Linked DNA regions of Oryzias latipes: region 1 is linked to region 2. Evidence: chromatin contacts called from public Hi-C data. All regions are on one chromosome and are shown on one strand. Each heading gives the region's core, a stretch centred on a gene start, on an enhancer-like site or on the middle of the called end of the contact. The rest is flanking DNA. Distances are from core to core; before and after follow the strand shown.

Evidence for each region. Hi-C and Micro-C count contacts between places; a contact is called where the count stands out from the background.
Region 1: a Hi-C map of embryo shows a contact between it and region 2, with 2.1 times the contacts expected there. The contact joins the enhancer-like site here to the promoter of rspo2 in region 2. A contact is called at or near these places in 3 of 5 Hi-C or Micro-C datasets (embryo and fibroblasts).

The regions. Positions count from the first base shown.
Region 1 is chr16:3,469,244-3,474,940 of ASM223467v1, reverse strand. It overlaps emc2 (ER membrane protein complex subunit 2), which reads right to left. Exons shown (of 11, transcript XM_004086631.4): 8 at 5,086-5,167; 9 at 2,722-2,832; 10 at 417-521. Among protein-coding and RNA genes, the nearest start is that of emc2, 23 kb to the right of the region's middle. Within about 2 kb of position 1,555, at least 1 of the 8 cell types and tissues checked has an H3K27ac peak or open chromatin away from gene starts, as enhancers often do. A contact at or near this core is called in embryo, where this site is marked.
Region 2 is chr16:3,378,541-3,384,495 of ASM223467v1, reverse strand. It overlaps rspo2 (R-spondin 2), which reads left to right and starts at 3,307. Exons shown (of 5, transcript NM_001252245.1): 1 at 3,307-3,406. The coding sequence starts at 3,307.

The DNA.
Region 1 (5,697 bases), core at 306-2,805, 92 kb before region 2:
GCTCTCTAAATCTGCTTGCGGCTCCTGTCTGAAACCAGTTTGTGACGTGAAGTCTTCGCAGACATTGTGGCCTTAAGTCAACACATTAACAGTAAATGTACCCAGACACACCGAAAGACTTGAAGGTTGTTTTCACAGTTCTGTGTGAGTAGAAGGGAGTAAATCAGGCTTGGCATGCATTTGTTGGTCAACAGGCTGTAAATACGTTTGGTGCCCTATGCAAATGAGGGGGTTTTAAGGATGTCTGAATATTGTGCGCCAACACCCTAAAACACAACAGAAGAGCACGATTGGTGGTTTCCAGCGTCTGGGTACAGGAAAAAGTAAAATCGACTTTCAGTAGAGGACAGAGGAAGCAAAAAGAAAAATGCAGTCAGGCTAATTTCACAGCTACGCAAGAGCAATTTGTGACTCACCTTGTAGGCTCTATTTATTTGAGTGGCAGCCCAGGCAGCATATTTTATATTGTCCTTTTTCACCTTGGCACTGACTTTAGGACTGGAAGCGATGTGACTTGCAGACTGCAGGAAAAATAAAAGAGGGGTGGGGGGCAATGGAGGGAACAGGGAGAGAAGTGTTCTCATATCAAAACTTGGTGTAACAGCAATAAAAGGATAATTGAGATGAATATGCAACCACTTTTACCATCTTCCAATCCACTAGTCATTGTGGCAGAATGAAGAGAAAAAGCAGACCTTGGCCTGATGACACAGGGGAAATCATTTATGGGGAGGAAAAACTGAGTGCTTTAATGCCTCATACGTAAATTGTCACTTAACGGGCCTAATTTCTCAAACGCCGTCGACTCTGTGCGATGAAAGGAGCTTGTATCTTTCAAAATAGTCCCAACATGAAGCGAAAGGAGGAGCTTGTGAATCACGGTCTGGGCCTGCCCGACAGCTCTGCTCAGAACCACAAATCCCATGTCTTTCCCATGTTCCTGCCATCATCTCCACACAGCAAACCCCAGAGGGCTTAGCCTTCCTGCACTTCAAAGCCCTCTCCACCAACGTGCTGAAACCTTAACTACACACCAATCAACCTGGCTCTTTTTTTTTCTTCTTCAAGAAAATGGTTTGGCTTCTGTATTTGTTTTTAGTAAGCATTTTCTCTATTTCTATTTTTTTACCTCGAGAAACCTCAATTTAGATGATGTCAGCCCTGACAGGCTATCCCTGAATAACAGCCTGGGCCATTATGGAGGGGAATCCCCATGCATTGGTTGTCAGAACGCAACCCACAGCCCAGCTGTGGTCAGCACCAAGTCCACTGTCACACTGACTCAAGATGCTTTAGGATGGTGAAAGTTTTTGTCCTTTCACTGAACTTCTTCCACCTGTCACGATCTGAACCACAGAGACTAGCTGACAATCTGTAAAACACACTCTGGGGACAGATTTACGACTAAAAAGAATAAACTCCCACCTCAGGTGCTCATTAAAAACCTAAGCATCAGGGAACGACTAGCCTAAAAAAGTGCTGCTTAATCCCCCAACCTCCTTCAGCTAACGTGTTGCACATGTCATACATGTGACCTTGCCCTGCCCTCCCTCCTGCTTGTGTGAGCTTTGACAGGTGATGGGCTGCTTTGTGTTGTTTGGACTAAGTGAAGTGAACAATGGAGGAACATGTGGGCCCCTCCGTGTGAGATCTGCTCCCCTTCTGTAACCTTTCTTCCCTTTTTTAACACTTTGTGGTTTTATGTCCGCTCTACCTTTCACACCATTCAGGCAACTTCCTCTTTAAAAATAAAAAATAGACCACAATCAAATAATTACAGGATTTTTCATTCAGACTTGTATTTTGAGGATCGGCTGCTTTGTTTTTTTTTCTTCTTTATAATCATCTTGTTTTCAAACTTGAAGTACTGCATTTTAATTGTTCTAATATGTACACAAATATTACTAAAAGGCTTACTACAACACAGTATTTATGTGAATCCAGTGTGTCTCACAGCTGGTTTAACGCAACAATTTCTGATAAACCCCTTCTTAGGAGATCTGAATAATGGTAAAATTATGAATTTAGTTTTTTTTGTTCTTTTCTTTTTTCTTACATCAGGTAATGGTTTCCAGTGCAACTATTTCACATTTTCAAAGTAAGATCAGTAGTCGTGAAAAACTTATTACCAGACCCAAACAACACTGCTGTTTAAATGGAAGTCTAAAAATAAAAAGATTTTGAATTGAATGGGAAACAGAGTTAAACCTTATCATGAATTGATTAAAATGTCTTAAAGTGATTGGGGAAGTTGGCGGTGATACACTGCTCTATACAGAACAGATGTTTAGGGTTGATCAGATCAGCTCCTGCAGCAGAACGTCGAGTGAAAAAGCAGCTGCTGGGGTTTGAGGGAAAAAGCTTGTTGTTTCAAATATGAATGAAAGGCTTTTCCACTGCTCTCAAAAGGTAAACAGTTTGTTTTACTTGACTAACATGAAATTAGAACTAAAATAAAGTTGAACAAAAGAAGTTAAATAGAATCTAATAATATTTCCAAAGAAAAACTGCTCCAAACAGACAGATTTTCTTAGCTGAAGTCCACTTTCTGAGTCAGCAGTGACCTTTCTGAGGGCCTCCTCCCCACCCCCCCAAACACATACATACATAGTCCAGTCTAATTTAACTCACACTGTGGCCAGCCTCAACCTTGACAAACCACATGGTTACAAAAAAGCTTCTGCTGGCTTCTCTTTTTTCCTCATACAACACAACACTCACCATATACAGCCCGAACAACGCCCTCATGTTTCGGTTGTTCAGCCTCAGCGCCTGAGCAAAGTACTTCCTGGACAGCTCCATGTTTTCCAGCCCCCCCTGGGTGTACTTCACCTGTGTGAGGAGGCATTAGACATGTATTAGTAGTAGAGATGGTACAATTCCTGGTTTAAAACTTAACCTTATGTTACACCATTGAATTGAATTGAAGGGAAATTGAATTGTTGCATCCCTACTGCAAACATTTGCATACGTATATGTTAAATTTGTCTTGTGATGTATTACACCAGGATAAGCTGAGTAAAAGGTTTTTCTTTATTGTTACTTGTGTAATAAGCAAATTAAAAGATTTCTCTAAATGATTAGTTTTGTGTTGTTTTTAGGAGGATGTCCTTTGTTCAATGACAGAGGAAGCTTCCTTCACCAGAAGGAGGAGCATGTTCATCAGCGAAATACACAGACAGACGGAGGAAGTCTTTTGTCCCTCATGCTATGAGACAATACAACAACCTGACTGAGCATGTCTATGAAGACTCTCATTCATCCAGGTTGGTTCCATTGTAGTATGTTAGGGGATGTCATCTGGACTTGGTTTTAAAGTTGGAAGACGTTTCACCTCTTATCCAAGAGGCTTTGTCAATTCTGAATTAGCTGGTCTAAGAGCTGGTATATATGCGCTCATGGGGGAGGAGTCAGACCTGAAACTGGAGGTGTTGTCCACTTAGCCTACGTGGTTTCGGGTCGTTAATAGTCCTTTGTCCTCAGCTGGGGGTTGGGGAGCCAGTGACTCCCTCTCCAAATGGTCGTCTCTTTCAGCTATTAACGACCTAGGTGGAACTGGTTTGGTTTGTGTAGGTTTCAAAACACTGCCGTAGATTGATGGAAGAATAAACCTGAGACCACCATTCTTATTAAGAGAAGGTTTATCCTTCTTGACAAAGATGGCTTCTTTCACTCCTCGCTCAAACCATCCTTTCTCTCTGGCTAGAATTTTGACTTCACTGTCCTCGAACGAGTGGTTTGTGGCCTTCAGGTGGAGATGTACTGCAGACTCAGGTCCACTTGGGTTGGCTCTGCGATGTTGGTAAAGCCGCTTGTGTAGCGGTTGTTTGGTTTCTCCTATATACTGTTCATTGCAGTTCTCTTTGCAGTGGATAGAGTACACAACATTACTCTGTTTGTAGCTGGGAATTTTGTCCTTTGGATGAACCAGTTTCTGTCTGAAGGTATTGACTGGTTTGAGATGAACTGGGATGTTATGTTGTTTGAAAATCCTTTTAAGTTTTTCAGACAGGCCTGACTGAGCATCACAAGTTGTCAACCTCAATGAATTTTCATTTTTTAAATTTCTAGGTTTTTTTTTTGTATTTTATTTTATTTTCTGAACATTTTATGGATTTATTAGATATTTAAAATTAATTTGTTAGTATTTTCAACTAATACATTTTAATATTGATTTTTTTATGGCTTTATTCTTTTTTTTGTTTATTCTATATATATATATAGATATATTCTATATCTATAGCCGCTGCTCCGGATCCCCCGGTTCCCAAGCCCTGGGCTAATGTGTCTGCTTGTACTGCTTCCGAAGTGCCGAAAAGCCGGCATCATTCATTAGAAGCCACACGGCAACGAGATGGACTCTGACAATGATGGAAGGGAAGCTGGCGTGTTTAATAGAAATTTAGCCCAACTGTTAATTTCAGATCCAGAAGATGACAACTTTGATGGGTTTTTGGATGCGGATTGATGACTGGAAATATAAAAAACTTAATCAAAACCAACTCAGTTTTGCTCATGCTGCCTTTTTTAAACACATACTATTGTTGTGGAATGAGTGTATGTGTGTGTGCTGAAATCAGTGTGTATGCGCTCACGCGTGTGCAGGAGGGGGGGGGGGCAGAACTTTGCGTTACTCAGTTACAGAGAACAGTAATAAAAAAGGTTTCCTCTAAAAGAACGGCGAATGATTCTTCGGTCTGGGTGGGCGCTGTGGCGACGCTCCTACAGCCGAGCTGACTCCTGGTACGAAGAGATTCCCAAATAATGCTTTCTCACAGCAGAGTCGAGCTTTAAATCTCTTTTAGAAGTTACTTTTACAAGTACTCATTGTGTGGGGGGTCATGTGTCATATGTGTTAACGGAGGGGAGTGGAAAAGGTGAAGGGTGGGTTGGGTTTTTACTGTAATATTGTGTTTTAAATGTTAACGTGCTTGGAGTAGCGCAAGGCATGAGAAGCACTTTTTAATAAATATAGTTTGATTTGGAAAGGTTTTACTGGAATTTTACTAACATCTATGCCTCTAATCCCTCACCCCACCCCACCCCTACCCCTTGTTGAATGAAGCAATTCCAGGTTTGACTCACCTCTGCATATTGCTCACAGTACAAGTGATTGTGGGGGTTGGTCATCATCAGTTCCTCCAGGCAAAATGCCGCTTTTCCATAACTGTGGAAATGACAAAGAGTGAGCTGACTGATTCAGATGCTGAGGCTGCAACTTTTAGCTTCCTCAGCATCTAAGTTCATAGTTTTGAATATTTGTAAACTACAGGAAGTAAAGGTCATTTAATGAGGGACATCATCACAAAGTAGCCCACATTGATTTAAGAGCATCTGCCAGAACCCCTTTGCTACAAAAAGGGCATATTCTGGACAGAGAGCACAGATGGTTTAAAAAAACAAACAAAAAAACTTTGCTGTTAAAATAGAAAAACCTTTCATAAAAAGGGGGTGGGGGCTTAAGACATTTCTCATCTTCCAGGTACAATCTTGTTAGAACGTCTTTCCTCAGGAAACTATGGTCTCACACACAAAAACAGGCCACTAACAAGTGTCCCCACCTTTGAACCCCCATCAAATAATACCACACTAGCCAACAATTCTAATGTGTGTGTGGATAATTGATATCTGCATCTGCTCATGTGAAATCTTTTTTGACACATCTCTAAAGCATTCAGGACATCAATACTGTGATTC
Region 2 (5,955 bases), core at 2,058-4,557:
GAACAGAAAAGATGCTGTTCTAGGAAGGACTGAAAATGCTTTGATCCCAATCCATCAGTCTGCTTGTTTAAAGGCTGGCAATGGCCATCCTCAAGTCGCTTAATGCACCTCTGACGTCTGATGTACGTATTCTTCAGATGTTTAACCCTTGTCCTATCCTAGGCACTTCAACATTGGGAGTTGGGTCATCTAGACCCACTAGACAGTGCTCTGAACCTTTTTTCTTCAATGATTTGTGATCTTCACTGGTGTCCATGGATTACATGAAATCTTTCCACCTTTATCCACCTTTGTCATGGTAGAGAGAACACGTCAATGTAAGGGTGGGGTCATTTTGACCCCACAATATATCACAAGGGTTAAACCTCTATTGAACATCTGTGGAAAGAAAGAAAAAACTTTAAAGCTGAGACAATTGGAACTCTTTTCCCAAGAGAATCCACCTATCCATTTTCAATACCCGTTTGGAGTCATGGGGTTGCTGGAGCTCACCCAGCCACTGAAGGACAAAGGCGGGGTTCATCCTGCACGGGTCGCCAATAACCGTGAACCAAAACAACTGCAAATAGGGGCAAAGGTCTTCTTGACAGTAACAAAAAATGCTTGATCCCTGCAATTGGCTCCAAAAGTTGTGCGACAAAATCTGAGGTGAAAGTGCCACCCTTTTTGTCTATGCCTGGTTGTTCTTCAAATGGATTCTGTTGAACAGCCTAAGATTAATTTGTGGGTTTCTAGGAAACTTTTATGTAGAAAGGTTCCACAAATGCTTTAGGTTTCTTGAAGCTGCATTGCATGCCTTCAAACTCAGCATTAAGGATCTGAATTGCATTAAAGGTGCTCTGATTGGCGTTGGGAGCTGAGGTCCAAAGGTTAACTATGGCTTTGACATCAGATCCATGACAACAGTTTCCTCTCAATATCAGCTGAAGGGCTACTGGGAAACGTTTAGATCGTATTACATCAAATGATCCAGATTTGATCTCCCTTGTTTTTGAAAAAAGATTAAAAACTGTTGATAAACACTTAAAGGGCATAGTTTGTAATTGTACATTTTGGAATTTTCTGAGTTTTGGACATTGAAAATGCCATCTTGGAATATTTGGGGACTCTTGACATTTCAGATACTGACGTGTTCCTCACCACCCTGAGCTGGCTATTTTTTCCCTCCATCTTTCTGCCCTTCAATCAGTCAAACAGTGATGAAATCTCCGCCTGGATCATCTGATGAGTCGAGTACACAGCAGCTCCCCTCATTGCTGTTATGGCTTCCAGGGCGCAGAGCCAGACCATCCAAATGCTGACGTCACCTCCTCTTCTGTGCACTGCAACGAGCAGCAGCAGCAGAGGGAGATAGGCGAGCAAAGTGATTGGTTTACCGGCCCCCTTTTTCTCCATGACACATCATGAAATAAAGGGACCAGAGGCCTAAATGATCACCTTCACCTTAACCGTGCACTCTTAGATGTTGTTTCTAGAAGGGATTCCAAACCAGGGGCATGGCTGCGGCTGACCACACCGTCTGTCACCACTCTCTGGAGGAGCGCATAAACAAAGCCAGGACAAAGGTCACCATAGGTTTTCCAGCAGACATTATTAAACACAGATTTTTTCCCCCCTTTCTTTACCTCCTGAAGTACAGCAACGTATATAAGTGATCCACGATCTGTGATACATTTCACTGTCGGACCCCACACTTGTAGATTCCCTGATAGAAAAACCACTTCAAATTAATTCCTTTAAATTAAAAACGGATTAAGTGCCACACCTAGTGGTTGCGGGGGGTAAGACATTCCTGTTTTCTAGATGCTGAAGAAAACATTCCCACAATTTTGCCTCCTCTTCCTCCTCCCCCATGTGGTTTGCTTCCCCACACTTAGGTGTGGATTACCTGGTTCTTCTGACAGCAGCTGCGTCTCTCCTGATGAGGTGAATGAGAGTGAGGATGAGGATCACCCCAGTCCTCTTAAGTCTTCATTCATTTATATAAAAAAGGAAAAGACTTTATGAAATCCTGATGTTGTTTCACCATTGATTTCCTATTAGAGACAAGTTCAAAGAAGGTCTGAATCTTCAGCAGAGATGGGGTCACTAATGCTGAGCAGAAAGTCGGACAGAAAAATTTGCACTCCTTTATGATTGATTTGGATCCTAATTCGAATAGTAAAAGCATATTTAAGATGTTGATATAACCAGAAATCCCATGGTCCACCGCAGACGGTCTGAAATTCCATTACCTCTGAAAAAAAAGAAAAGACAGAGGAAAAATGTTTTTCTTCCCAGAATGTTCCAACTATTTGCGCTCACTAGGACCCAGAGGCGATGTCGAACCGGCCCACAGTGAGTGAGCCAGTGCGCGGGCGCTGGGGGCCACTTCGCGCAATGCCACTCTAAAACATCCCCAATAAAAGGAAACACAAGTGGAAATCTCTGCACGTGACAGCGACACGCCGCTATATCGCTATATGAGGTGAAGGGCAGCGCGCATCAGGACCAGCGTGGACTCAGTCACGGCTCAGCCTCTGCGCGCGCTCCACGCACTGGCCGGCTGCTGAATTTTAACCAGCGAAGCAACACGTGAGTTTTTCTGTTGCGGGACTGACTCCTGAGGGTGGCACCGCAGGTACGCAGGAGGCCAGCGGAACTTTTAACAGAGCTGGAGGAGAGGAACCCCAGATCCCCTCCCTTCCTCCTTCCCTCCCTCCCATACGCTTCCACATTTTTCCTTCCTCTTCGGACCTCTGTTCTCATCTGAAGACCGAACTCTGACAGGGATGCTGCACGTTTCCGAGCCGCACTTGCACTCAGCAGGAACCTGAAGCGGGATCACTCTTTACCTTTACCCCGAGAGGTGCGCAACATCATTTCGAGGAGGATTTTGGACACTTTTACGCACACTTTGCGCTTTTTTTCTTCTTCTTTTATCTTTGAAGAGGGCTCCTAAACATTTGCATCTGCGATAGTTCCAACACATTTACACACAGAAGAGGTTCGTTCATCCCTTCATCAACAGGATAGTTGATTTCGTCACTCTTATCAATGAAAAAACCCATTTGGTTTTTCCTCTCCAAACAAGGACATTTGTGTTTTTAACTTGTTCAAAGATAAACTCCTCAGAGAAGATGATTCCGACAGGAAGCGCGATGCCATGTAGCATCTCTGATGTTGGACACTTTTGAGGATTGACTGAAAAAAACAACCTGAAAGGAGGTATCCCAAAGTGACAGAGCTCATCATACGAGGCGCAGGTTTGCGCTTTTCTTTTTATTTCTTTTCTTTGTTTTATTTGGAGTCCACATAACAGCCCAGATGCAGTTTCGACTCTTCTCATTTGCCCTGATCGTTTTGAACTGTATGGAGTACAGCAACTGTCAGGCGCCGTCGCATCGCTGGAGGAGAAACAAAAGAGGTAACCCCGAGGTTAAAACGGGCAGAGCATCTAGTGGCATCACTGGATTGAGAACTCTCCGTGTGCGCATGTGTGTGCCTGAGAGGGAGACACTACCAGGCATAAATAAAGATCACTTACACTTTGTGAAAATGTGTCTTTACGCACGCTCCTGGAGCACACGAGAGCAGGCGGAAATTCCGGATCAAGCGCGCGTAAAACAAACTTATGAAAGTCAAACAAATGCAGGATTTTTTTTTAATTATATTAGATTTTGATGCAGCTCAATGTGAGCAAAACTGTTCCCTGAATGCAATGTGTGTAGTAGCGGATTCGGAATCCTCCGCCTTGAACACATGAGTCGCACATCTCCACTCCAACTCCCTAAGCTGGTTTTAATTGATCTCATAACCACTTCGAGTCGGTCGGAAACCCACAGAACAATCGCTCAGCGGAGTCACGCGGGGGGTGGGGGCAGATCTGCTCCTTTGTTGTAATTCCGAATGAATGAGGGTCCGTCGGGTTGGGAAGGTGGTCCCCGCAGGGCCCTCCTCAGAGCCGTGGCACATCACCGACATCCTCGGGGCGCGGAAAGTAGAAGTTCCACGGCAATCACATATATAATCGCATGCGCAGCGTGCCAGGGGGAACCTCTGCACTCTTCAAGCCCGGCGCTGCCCATCTGCAAATAATCAGGCAATCACAGCGGGATACTGGCACACACACGGTTTTCAGCTCCTCTGCGTTTTTCTTTCTCCGCGCGCAGCGTGAGGGAGACTCTGCACGTCACGGTCTGATCACTCTTTTTACAGGTTATGTAGGATAGCCAAGCGGCGCTGTGCGCATGAGAGCGCGGCACAGACAGAGAGGGGAAAGTGAAGAGCTGTGGATGATGAGATCAAGAGGTTCAATTGCAGGTTTGACCTGCAGGGAAAACTTCAAGATGAGCGCAGTAAGCTGGACATTAGTGTTACTGCCAGCTCTCAGAGCGGATGTTACACGTGTCAAACTAATCCCGTGCAAATATGCGCAGGTTTTTCCCTTTAAAGAAATATTAAGCTGGGCTGGGAGGGAGCAGAAGTGGCATTCTAAGAAAGCAGCGGCAGTCTGCCAAGCTCTCCATATCTGATTCATTCCTTATATTCATCACAGTTCTATAGGAAGCATCCCGTACAAATCCATGTTCAGCAGAACCAGAAAAGCCCAAATAGTACCCCCCCCTCCCCTTCTCCTGGCAGCTTTATATAGAACTTGTCTTTTTAAGCGTTTCTTTATTGATGGGACGTTTGTTGACAGCAAACTGTTAACTTGGGTAGCTTCACATTCATACCTGGGAGCTGCCCAATACAACCACACATGCACCTGTGGCCACTTAGCACGCTTCACTGGAGCAAACTGGGTCTAAGGCCTTGCTCAAGGGCTCCACAGAAGTAGGGCAAACATGTGTTTCAACCAGACCGAACCTGTCAATGCCAAGACTCGAACCAGTGACCCTCCAGCAAATCTATGCTGCTGTCTGCTCAGACCCAAAGATCTTTGAAACTTTGCTCCTACAGTTCATCAGAGGAACAAAACACCCCCCTGTGTGTTTTAGCGAACCGCTCTCTGAATGTGTGGTCACGGATGTGCCGCGCACAGCAGCATCGTTCAGTGAGGTGTTGTCAGAATGATGAGGGAATATGGTGACCTTAGATCTCTGTGCCCCTTCAGTGCCCCTTCATGCCTTCCTCTCACAGCACACGGCATGATCCAACGACCCACACGGCAGAGGTAATTCTGCACATTCTGTTTCTCCCAAATGAAATGCAAAACAGATGAAGACGTATATTAAATTTACACCTCCTTACTTCCAATCCTGCACACTAGAAACAGGAAAATTATGCCAGTGAGCCCTGCTAGGATATCATAGCGAGACGCAGGGGTATTATTTTTCATTTTTATTCTCTGGCTAATGATGCCACCTGCTGACTACATAAAATCAAGCTGAGTACCGGCGCTGCTGTAGGGAACACAGATGCACAGAGGGGTTCTAAGCTGTTTACACACGTAATGAATAAGTAACGACGGTCAAGAGTGGGGAAAAGTTGCCATGTAATGCTTTTAACCCTTCCATGGCTATATTGGAATCCCAAATTTGAATTCCCAGCAGGCCTCAGCCAGTTTCAGATCATGCTCAGCTGTGTAATCTGCTACTCAGCAGCAATCCCACATGTTTTGGAGGGAGGACCGTGATTACATGAAAGCGTCTCGGCGTAGCAGAGTGAACGTTAGACATGTGTCACATTATGGATCTCAGCAACAAGGGTATCATGTGTGGCTTTATCGCTTCAATCTAATGAAATACTTCATGTTTACGGAAGTTGTGCAGAAATCTGAATTCTTCCTCTACGGCTTCTCCCCACCCCCACACTTAGCCCTCCAAATGGAGAGTTACAGAAAAATAGTGTCTTCTAATGCAGACATCACTCTCACTTGATGATGTCATCAAGAGTCGCCGGTCAGCCACTTTAGCGCGTAGCTGCCAGCATAATAACATCCGATTTGCTAAAACGAAAAGTCATAACTTACAA